Linked DNA regions of Mus musculus: region 1 is linked to region 2. Evidence: chromatin contacts called from public Hi-C data. All regions are on one chromosome and are shown on one strand. Each heading gives the region's core, a stretch centred on a gene start, on an enhancer-like site or on the middle of the called end of the contact. The rest is flanking DNA. Distances are from core to core; before and after follow the strand shown. Region 1 overlaps Tmem108 (transmembrane protein 108). Region 2 holds the start of 4932413F04Rik (RIKEN cDNA 4932413F04 gene).

The links. Hi-C and Micro-C count contacts between places; a contact is called where the count stands out from the background.
Region 1: a Hi-C map of the N1E-115 cell line shows a contact between it and region 2, with 4 times the contacts expected there. The contact joins the enhancer-like site here to the promoter of 4932413F04Rik in region 2. A contact is called at or near these places in 3 of 484 Hi-C or Micro-C datasets (the G1E-ER4 cell line, the N1E-115 cell line and cerebral cortex) and 1 of 115 datasets of contacts at active chromatin or transcription factors (double positive thymocytes).

What each region holds. Positions count from the first base shown.
Region 1 is chr9:103,622,473-103,627,194 of GRCm38.p6, forward strand. All of the region lies in intron 2 of Tmem108 (transmembrane protein 108), which reads right to left. Among named protein-coding and RNA genes, the nearest start is that of Gm32682, 51 kb to the left of the region's middle. Within about 2 kb of position 3,344, at least 8 of the 459 cell types and tissues checked have an H3K27ac peak or open chromatin away from gene starts, as enhancers often do. A contact at or near this core is called in the N1E-115 cell line, where this site is marked.
Region 2 is chr9:103,553,807-103,558,412 of GRCm38.p6, forward strand. It overlaps 4932413F04Rik (RIKEN cDNA 4932413F04 gene), which reads left to right and starts at 3,284. Exons shown (of 3, transcript NR_040764.1): 1 at 3,284-4,606. All of the region lies in intron 3 of Tmem108 (transmembrane protein 108), which reads right to left.

The DNA.
Region 1 (4,722 bases), core at 2,094-4,593, 69 kb after region 2:
CTTCAAACCCTTCTGTTCTCTTCTCTTAGCTTTTCCAATACCACCTGAATACTAAGAGATTCATTTTTAAACTCTCCATTCAGTATAGTTTTATTTTGTGATTCTGGTTCAATATTTCAGAATACATAATTTAGATCAAGCCATTCCTCAGGAAATGTAGTTCCTGAGATGCACAGCTGAAATCAAAATTGTAATGAAAAACAAACTAACGTTGTGGGCAACAGTGGTGTGGGCCAATGTAGACTAAACTTCCTTCACCTTCAGAGTGTGGTTAGCATGGGTTAGACCCACACAGTTAGATCTAACTTACCACTAAGTTCAGAGTCAAAACATCTCAGTATTTCTAACAAGTCTCATTTTTATATCTTGTTCCAAAAAGCATCATAAAGCAGTCACTTTGATCTCAACTCTGAAGATCTTAAATAGCGTGGGATGACCTTGATGAGTCTACTGTGCTCTGATGCCTGGGTTAGAAACAAATCATTCAGGGGTTATTTAGACTAATGGTTTCCCAAGCTAGCTGTCCATCAAGACTGATGTCAGTCAGTCAGCCAGTCTCTCTGTGTCTGTCTCTCTGTGTGTCTGTCTCTGTCGCTCTGCATGTGTGTGTGTATGTGCATGTTTGTGTATGTTGGAGAGATTCAACCTTGGGTTGTGGTTCCTCCGGATCAGCCATCCTTGTTTCTGGAGACAGGTTACCTCACTGGACTGGAGCGTGCCAAGAGTAGAGCAGGCTGGCTGGCCAGCAGGTCCCTGGGTCCCTCTACCACCCTAGTGCTAAGATTACAAGCACATTCCATCATACCCAGCTATTTCATGTGGGTTCCAGGGATCTAACGCAGGTCCTCGTTACTTGAACAGCCAGCACTTTAGTGAGTTACCTCCCCAGTCCCAGAATCTATTTTAAAAATAGACTCCTCGTCCTCCAGGAACTCTAACACCCGGGTTCTGGGGTAGGACAACTGGAAATGACTCTCAGGATTAAGATTCGGGCTTAACAGTGAGAACTGAACCTAGGACAGAGGAAAAGAGGCTCCCCCAAATACCAAAGGGACCTCCCCAGGGACGACTGTGCCCCTGGGAAAAAGAGTGGGATTCCTGCCTCGGCTTCACACACTACTCAGGCACGGCTAGGCCAGAGCCACTCTTCCTCTCTCCTGCAAGTGGCAGTTTTATGAGAGGAGGCGGGACAATAAATGAAAAGCACATTTGCAAGTCACATTCACCACACAGAGGGAGTGACTCAGTGTTTCTTAAATATTTAGATCCGCCATCTCTCCCACAGTCCCAGTCTGAAGCAGCACATGCGCAGTGTTGAGGCACTTTCTCGTCCTCCTCTGACTCCGATTAACCCCTCTCTCAGTGTTCCCTCGCCATGCTTCACCAGGTGCTTGGAATGAGGACGACTCAAAGGGAGGCTCAGGGAAGGAAGGGTGTGTGGGGATCTGCAAAGACTAGAGCCGGACAAGGAACAGAAGCTACTGGCATCAGTTGCTGTAAAGGTGGGGTAGTCGTTCTTTCCATGACCTGCACCACGAGGGATCTTAGTTGAGTTTAGCTGGGGTTACAGCAAGGGCTACCCCTCGGAGTGCAGGGAAGACCCTTTCCTCGTCATGGACTATAGCCACCTGCAAGGAGAGAGGCTGGTGGAAGGTGACGGTGTGTATGGAAGGTGGCAGAGGTCGGTCTCATAAAACTGGCGCCTTGTGATATAACAGTGCTGCACTGGACCAAGTGAAATGGCGCCTTGACTCCCAGAGGACTGACAGTTTATCAGGGGGAGAGAGTATCTTATCAAAAGTCACTCGATAGCTAGACACTCAAGCTGTAGCCAGAGCACTCCAGAGGTGGAGACGGGAGGGTTAGGATGAGTCTTAGAGGTGGGGGAGCATAAGCTAAGGCTTTGGGCATTCAAACGGATTTCTGACAGGTGTATATGGAAGGATGTAAAAACCCAGAGGTAGGACAACGACGGTGACAAGGACGAAGATGCTGCTGCTGAGGCAGGTGTGTGATGTGTAAGTTTTGCACGTTCTATCACTGGCAGAAAAAAAAATTCCCACTACAGTACAATTTAGGACATAGTACATCTTCCTCTCCAGCTTCTGAGACAGAACTGCCCTTATCTGCTGGGGAAGGGTGGGATACAGGCTCAAGAGGTAAAGGCACATACAGAAGTAGCCAGTAGTTTAAAGATGGCTGCTGAGCCTCAAAATTCAATCTCCCCAAACCAATGCATCAAAAGAAATGCTTGCAAACCAGGAGATAGCTGGTGAGCCATTCACTATCCAATAGATTCTAAGAGCCTAACTCAACCACAGGACTCAGCATTGTCTCCATCCATGAAGAAACAGCATTAGATGTCAGCCACTAGGTGGTGCCAAATCCTAGTTCAGACCTGCATGGATATGGATACCTCTCTGCTGGTTCCTTCCCCAGACTGCTAATAGGTAGACCAGTTCTCTCTCCTTAAGCTACTACCATTTCAATAATGTAATGATATGGCTTATACCCGTGGCTTTTAAGATACAGTCCTTATACCACTGACATAAGGAAACTTACTAGAAATGCATATTATCAGGTTCTACTTAGAGCCAGAATCAGAAAATTCAGAGTGGGCTCCCAGCAATCAGCTTCAAGCCCTTCAAGATGTATAATAAACTGAAGTAGAGAACCCCCTGCTTTATTCACAATTGTCTCTGCCTTAGGATTATGGTACGGTAAGAGTTTTAATATATAATTGTGACCTTGGACAAGTCATTTACATCTCCACTTTGGAACAGATAGACCAGCTTCCAATGCTCACTCCAGCTGCAGCCTACTGTAATCCAGCAGTTCTCTAGTGGGCTAGTGCAGGCATTCAAGGATCTTGCTGGAAGCATCTAGCAAAGGGAATCTGTTTTCCAGTGGATGATTTAGAAATGTCACCTGTCTCCACGGTTCAACTTCCCGGGCTAGTGATGTTACTGCTCTTTGAGAAATTCCCAAGTATAAGGTAGAACTTAACAACACAGGGTTTGTGGCAGGTCAACCAACATGTGGTCGTCAGGCTGGACTACAAATGCATCTTTATCCACTGAACCATCTCCCAGCATCGAATTTACATTCGAAACACAGGCTGCTGGAACTGATCCAAATAGGTAAATCTGAGAACAACTACTTACAAAGAAACCTTCCTTTCAGAACCTGAAAGATTAACAGGGACAGTCAACATGGAGAGATAAGTCAAACATATTACCCATCTCTGCTGTGCAAGTCAGTGTCTAACATGGGATCGATAAGCTGGACAAAACAAACAATGGCCACAACTAATTACACCCAAGTCAGACTGGGCATGTGCCAGGAAGTTAGAAAACAAGTCATCTATTTGCCACAGCTGTCTGTCCTTAATCCACGGATACACACTGACATCTAGACACAGGCTTTTAAATCAAAATGTACATGGTAGGCAGTTTTTGTCTCTCCCTCCAACTGGGGGATATCTAATGCTCAGAATACTGGAACATAGTGGGTGTTTGGTGCCTGTTTGAATACATGCATGGGTGACTTGCTGTAAGACTGATGCAGGGGGCTGTCCAGTAAAAATTTCTGAGGTCATAGAAATATTACAGAAGTTGTATTGACCAAGACAGTAGCTACAAGTCACAGGCAGCTACTGACCACTTAAACCAGAAGCTAGTTTAACCAAGGATACAAGCTCCAAATTTTAAGTAGTTTCACTTTAAACACACTCTGATTCCTTACCACAATGAATCTAGTTGCACGGCTCCAGAAATGAGTTTGAAATTAAAGAAGAGATTTTATCTTTTATTTGGGGACCAGGTGGCATTGAATCCATAGACAGCATGGCTGGTGGGAGGAAGAGTCAGGTGACTGATGGGCATTTGGCCAGGGACAATAACCATTTTATTAGCCAAGAGCAAAGAAGAGCTCAGAACTTCCCTGGGCTGCACATGCGCCTCCCTTGCCTGAGCATACACTCAGGCTGTGACGGTCATCTAATCATTTTCATTTATTCAAGCATTTTCCAATCTGTTTCTGTATTTCTTTTGGAGGGGGCATCATACCAAAAACGGATCCTATGGGGTAGGTAACGCCCTGAGGTTCCTTGCTTGCTATGAAAGGCAAGAAGTCTTAAAGACAAGAAGGCTATACTGCAAAATGAGAGGATGAAATGGGAGCCGAAAGAAAGAAAGAAAGAAGTACATGTTTGTTTCTCCTCAAACAAGAGGATGCTGCTTGTCATGAAGGCTAAATATTATGCACTGCTTGGACATCTACAGGGCCTAAGTGCAGCTCCTTTCCTGTCTCTGCACCATGGGTAAGGCCTGATGGTCAAGCAGCTTGCTTACTAACAGGAACAGGCACACAGTTCCTCTATTACCAGTGGGGATATTTCCTCAGGCATCATGGGAGCCAGGGGCATCCTAGCCTCTTAGCATCTGGGAGCACAAACGCAGCCTCTGGGAGCACCTGCTGTTCATCTGTTTTCATGTATGATTCCCATGAGGTCCTGCATCACGTGCTGCGCTTCTACCCCAGGCTCTAAGCCAATGGGACTAAGCAGCTGCAGGGTTTGCCATCTACCTAGGATCAGTGTCATGGCTTTGGCCACCAACACACCTGTAACCTTCCCCTGCACTGGGGCAAGATGCAGGTGATTTCATTATTGAAGGCATTTTTATAAGGACCTCAGTAGATACTGATGGACCAGGTATCATT
Region 2 (4,606 bases), core at 2,034-4,533:
CATTCTCTTTTCATGTCTCCCTGAAATAACTTTTAAAAGATATATTTTTTGTTGTTGTTTAGAGTGGTTTTATGGCTGCCAGGTGAGCTGGGGTGGGGGGTGGGGTGGGATATGGGGTGCTAACTGAGCTCTGGGAGGCACTGTCATTAGCCTCAAATCTCCACTATACCGAGAGCTTTATCAGTTACCCTTATTACTTCCTGGGCACAGTGGCTAGGGACCAAACCCTTACATCCTCATGAGGAATATCCTTCTTATCCAGTGGGGATTCACAAGGACTATCAGTCACCCCCTTCTGTCAGTTCAAAATAGGGAGTAGGGCAGGCAGATCTCTGGTAACTTGTAAACATGGGAATGTGAGTGTTGTCACATGGGTAAGATCTCCTTTGTGATTATACAGAAAGCTTCATTAGCAGTTTGAATAACATAAAGCAAAAGGCTACTTGAGTGACATTGCCAGGGAAAGGTGTCCTTGCTGTAAAATATGTAACTTCTGTGAAGAAAGGGAAGGATCACAGCCAGCACGAACCTCTGTCCCTACCTCAAGCCTGCTGTCCTCTCCTCCTCTGCTCCTAAGTCTCGGCAGTCTCGCCAGGAGGCTGGGTCCTCCCTAGGCAGAAGCCCCCTGGACCCAGTGGTCTGTGCTCTATGTTCTCCCTCCTCGCTCATCCATCTCATCCACCTTCTTTATAGAATTCTTCATCATGATAAAGAACACACAGAGGGGCTGGAGAGATGGCTCAGTAGCGAAGAACACTGGCTACTCTTCCTGAGGGCCCGGGTTTGGTTCCCTGTACTCACATGGTGGCTCACAACCATTTCAGAGGATACCCTGGCCTCCATAGGCTTTATATGCACACGGTGCACAGACATACATGCAGGTAAATCACCCATATTACATCCCACACACCCACACAGATAATCCATAGAAGTGACCGACCAGTAGTCCTCACGAGCTTCCTGATGGTAGGACTGGTTTTGAGTTTCCCAGGGGATATTGACAAAGTCCCTGGAACTTACGAAGGAATACTGCAGCGGGGACTGGGACTTTGGATTTTTCATACAGTGAACCTAACTTACACATGGGAATCACACATCAGCTGGATTATTTTTGCCTTGGAGATGGCTATTTTGGTTGTCGACTACATCTGGAATCAACTAAAAATCCAAGCAGCTGGGTACACCCGTGAGTGATTTTTAGTTAACTGGATCCTTTAAAGAAGCAGGAAGACCCACCCTAAATCTGTCCCACACACTCTGGTGGCCACCTGTAGAAAAGAGATGGAAGAAAGAAACTTCCACTCTCTGCCTGCTCATCTTCACTCTCATTGGCAGGTCCATCCCTGTGCTGGCATTAGAGCCTACTTCTTTGGGATTCCAGCGTATACCGAAGACCAGCTGGGACATCCAGCCTTGTGAACGACTACTGGATTCTTGGGTGTTCCATCAGTGGGCAGCCATTGTTGGATTAGCAGGTCCGTAGCCTGTTAGTCATTCTAAGAAATCCTGTTTTCATACACATAGGATTCTTCTCTCAGCCTGTTTCTCAGTTTGTTTCACTGGCATCTCCACCACTTGCTGTTTTCTCTCTTTACCCAAATCCATCTTCGTTTATTCTCTCACAAGTCCTGTCCCTCTCTTTAACTACAGAAATGAGAACCTCGGTCAAATGAGAGGAAGCTGGCAGTCTAAAGTCACTGGTAATCAAGCTGGCACTGGTCCAGCATGATCTCGTACCCGACATCTGTCTCAGTCACGGGGAAGTACATCTCAGCCATGCACATCTGTCCTGGCAACCACAGCAGGGACACAAAAGAAACACCCTAGATTAAATTCCAGTGAGCTGCAAGTCTAATGGGCTTTATTAGCAGATGAGCACACATTTATGAAAAAGCTGCTGATGGCCTGATACCGTTCTGACCCCCTTCAGTGGGAGAGAAGACCTGTGAAATTAAGTCCCTATGTAGACCTCCTGTCTGGATCACACATCAGGGGAGCAGCCCTCCTGAGGAAGTGGGGGTAGCTGATAGATATCTCTAGGGGATGGACCACCATCTTGGGGGCTCACTCTTGCTCTTCTCCCTCCCACTGAAAGAGGAGGCTGGCACTTCAGTCACTCAGACACAAGCATTTAGATCCTGTGGCCATCGTCACCCTGAACACACCCTTTGGGGTTGCCGCCTCTGGACTCTCAGCTTAACTGGCCACTAATGGCTCTAAGTCGCTGGCTGCCTTACCCCACCAGCTCCTGACACAAGGTTTGCCCTGGCATTAGCCATGTGCCTCCTCTAAACCCCTTTTCTCATGAGGACTGGATCAGCACAAGGCTCGTGAAGTGAAAACACCAGGTTATTCCTTTTCAATAGTGTTCTTTTTGGCAACCTAGCGACCTGGTATTAATATCTTAATATTTATATAATACTTCCTGGTGTGCCCAGCTACTTGGTATCTTACATTCTGGAGGCCCACACACCGGGAAACACGATGATTCCTTTATGCACAAATATAATTCCTCCGAGGGCTGTAAGCACCCTGCCTCTTGTGTATAATTCCTAATTAAAGGACACAATGCTTATTTTACATTTAATGAACTCAGCGAAGCAAGGGCTTTGGGGGAAGAGGCTCTGCCATTTAAATCCTGACCCAACCACTTTGCTCGCTTTAATGTATTTTTTACTATAGCTTTAGTTTGTTTTTTTAAAAGTACCTTTAACATTTTAACATTTTCTTTGAAACATAAAACAATAACTAAGAGAAAAAGCAAGAAAAAGGGGAATTTTGTTAATGTTTGAAACGAAACTTATATGTGAACAAACCCATTAGCCATTCTAAGAAGAGCAAGGATGAGGAGAAGCTGAGAATTTGGGGAACGGGCCAACTTGGACAAGAAAGAGTCCTTTTGCAGTCCTTTAATTCCAACTTTTTCTAGATCTTTGATTTTACTTCAGGAGATTCCACTGTACACAGTATGCTGACTTCTGTTGACTGTGTGGTGTTTTTACCCAGGGAGCCTTGGTGAACCCGCCCCATATGGCTTTACTCTCAGCTGCAGATCTGATGTGCTGGCCTGTCATGGCTTTGTCCTGGTTCAACGGATGAGGCAAGGTGTGTGTAACCCAGCTGTCCAGCAGCCTGTGGTAACCCTGCTTCTCTACATGGGGCAGGGGGACTTGTAAGTAGTGACTGGAATGTCCACGAGCCAAGGCTCAGTTATGCAAGAGAATGTTTTAGGGGCAAATGACAGCTCACTTCCGCTCTCTACCTGAAAAGGGAAGGGGGGGGGGAACTTTCTAGATCACAGGTAAACCGACGCTGACATCGAGCATGGTAGCGCACAGAAATCTTTCAGGATATCACTTCATTTTACGCTTACTGCCTTTCAGGTTGACCCAAGAGTTATCTACATCTTTGGGTACAAATAAGGAAACTCGGAGCCAAGCAGCTACCTAACTGGCCGTTGGTCACGTGACGGAACAGCGGCGTTAGAATTTAGACCAGGCACTGCTCAGGGCACACCCATCTGAAGCCGTGTTGCTCTCCTCCTGCCTGCCTGATTCTGCGCACAGGCTCTAGGCCATCAGACTCTAAGTTTTACTGATGACGAGAAAAGCAATATGACAGGGCTGCATTAGCTAAATGGAACCGTCCTCCCCTCCTTCCCTCCCATCTCCCCTTCTGCTGCTGCCCAAGAATCAGACATAGCCGGATTGGACTGGATTAGAAGCACAGACTATGGTCTTCTCATCAACCCAAACTAGCTCAATTGTGAATCAGCTCGATTGTGAATCAGCCGCCTCTGTTAAGGACAACGGGCTCACTGGTCACGTCCAGAACATCACTGTCTTTGTAGTGGCCATTTAATAGATTAAAACATTGTTTTAATTAGTCTCTATCAATGACATTAGAAGTTTACAAAATAAGGCAAACAATAAAAATACCTCTCCTTGTTCCTTGGGAATGAAATTGCTTCTATCCTTCTACAGATAAGAGAATCATTGCAGGAAGGCAATCTCCCATCTCCACAAACAATCTTTAGAGCGGTATTTAAATCAAATTGCCTGGAAATAATCATATTTGAAGGAAGTAGAGAAAACTTCTTGAGGTAAGTCATCTCGGGGGCTATGTCTGCGACATACAGCCATGGATTTTTGTGTCTTAGAGTCTTCCTTGGCTTTAATTTGCTATTTTTTAAAAAAGCAAAGTAACTAATACAAAAATGGCTCAGTTTTTTTTTTTATAATGACATTCCTATGAGACATTGAAAGAATTGTAGATTAATGTTGCCATCCACTCTCAACAGCTCTGAGGAACATTTTTATTGGACAATAAAGCTTTCTTCCTTGTGTTCTATATGATTCCTTTTTTTCCCTGTCAGAAGATACTACTGTTTGTATAAAAAGGAGAAATACAAATGCTTATTATCCAGCAAAGCAATTCTAGTAAATTAAATTCGTTCAATTCACATAAGGCACAGAGGACCAAACACTTCGGGGAGTGGGAAGTTAATATTCAAACACAATGCATTTGAGACCTTTTGCATACTGCTCAGGTCTATCTTTGGCAAAAGATGGCAGTCTTCCAGCCTGCAGATTCTCTCCCAGTGTGT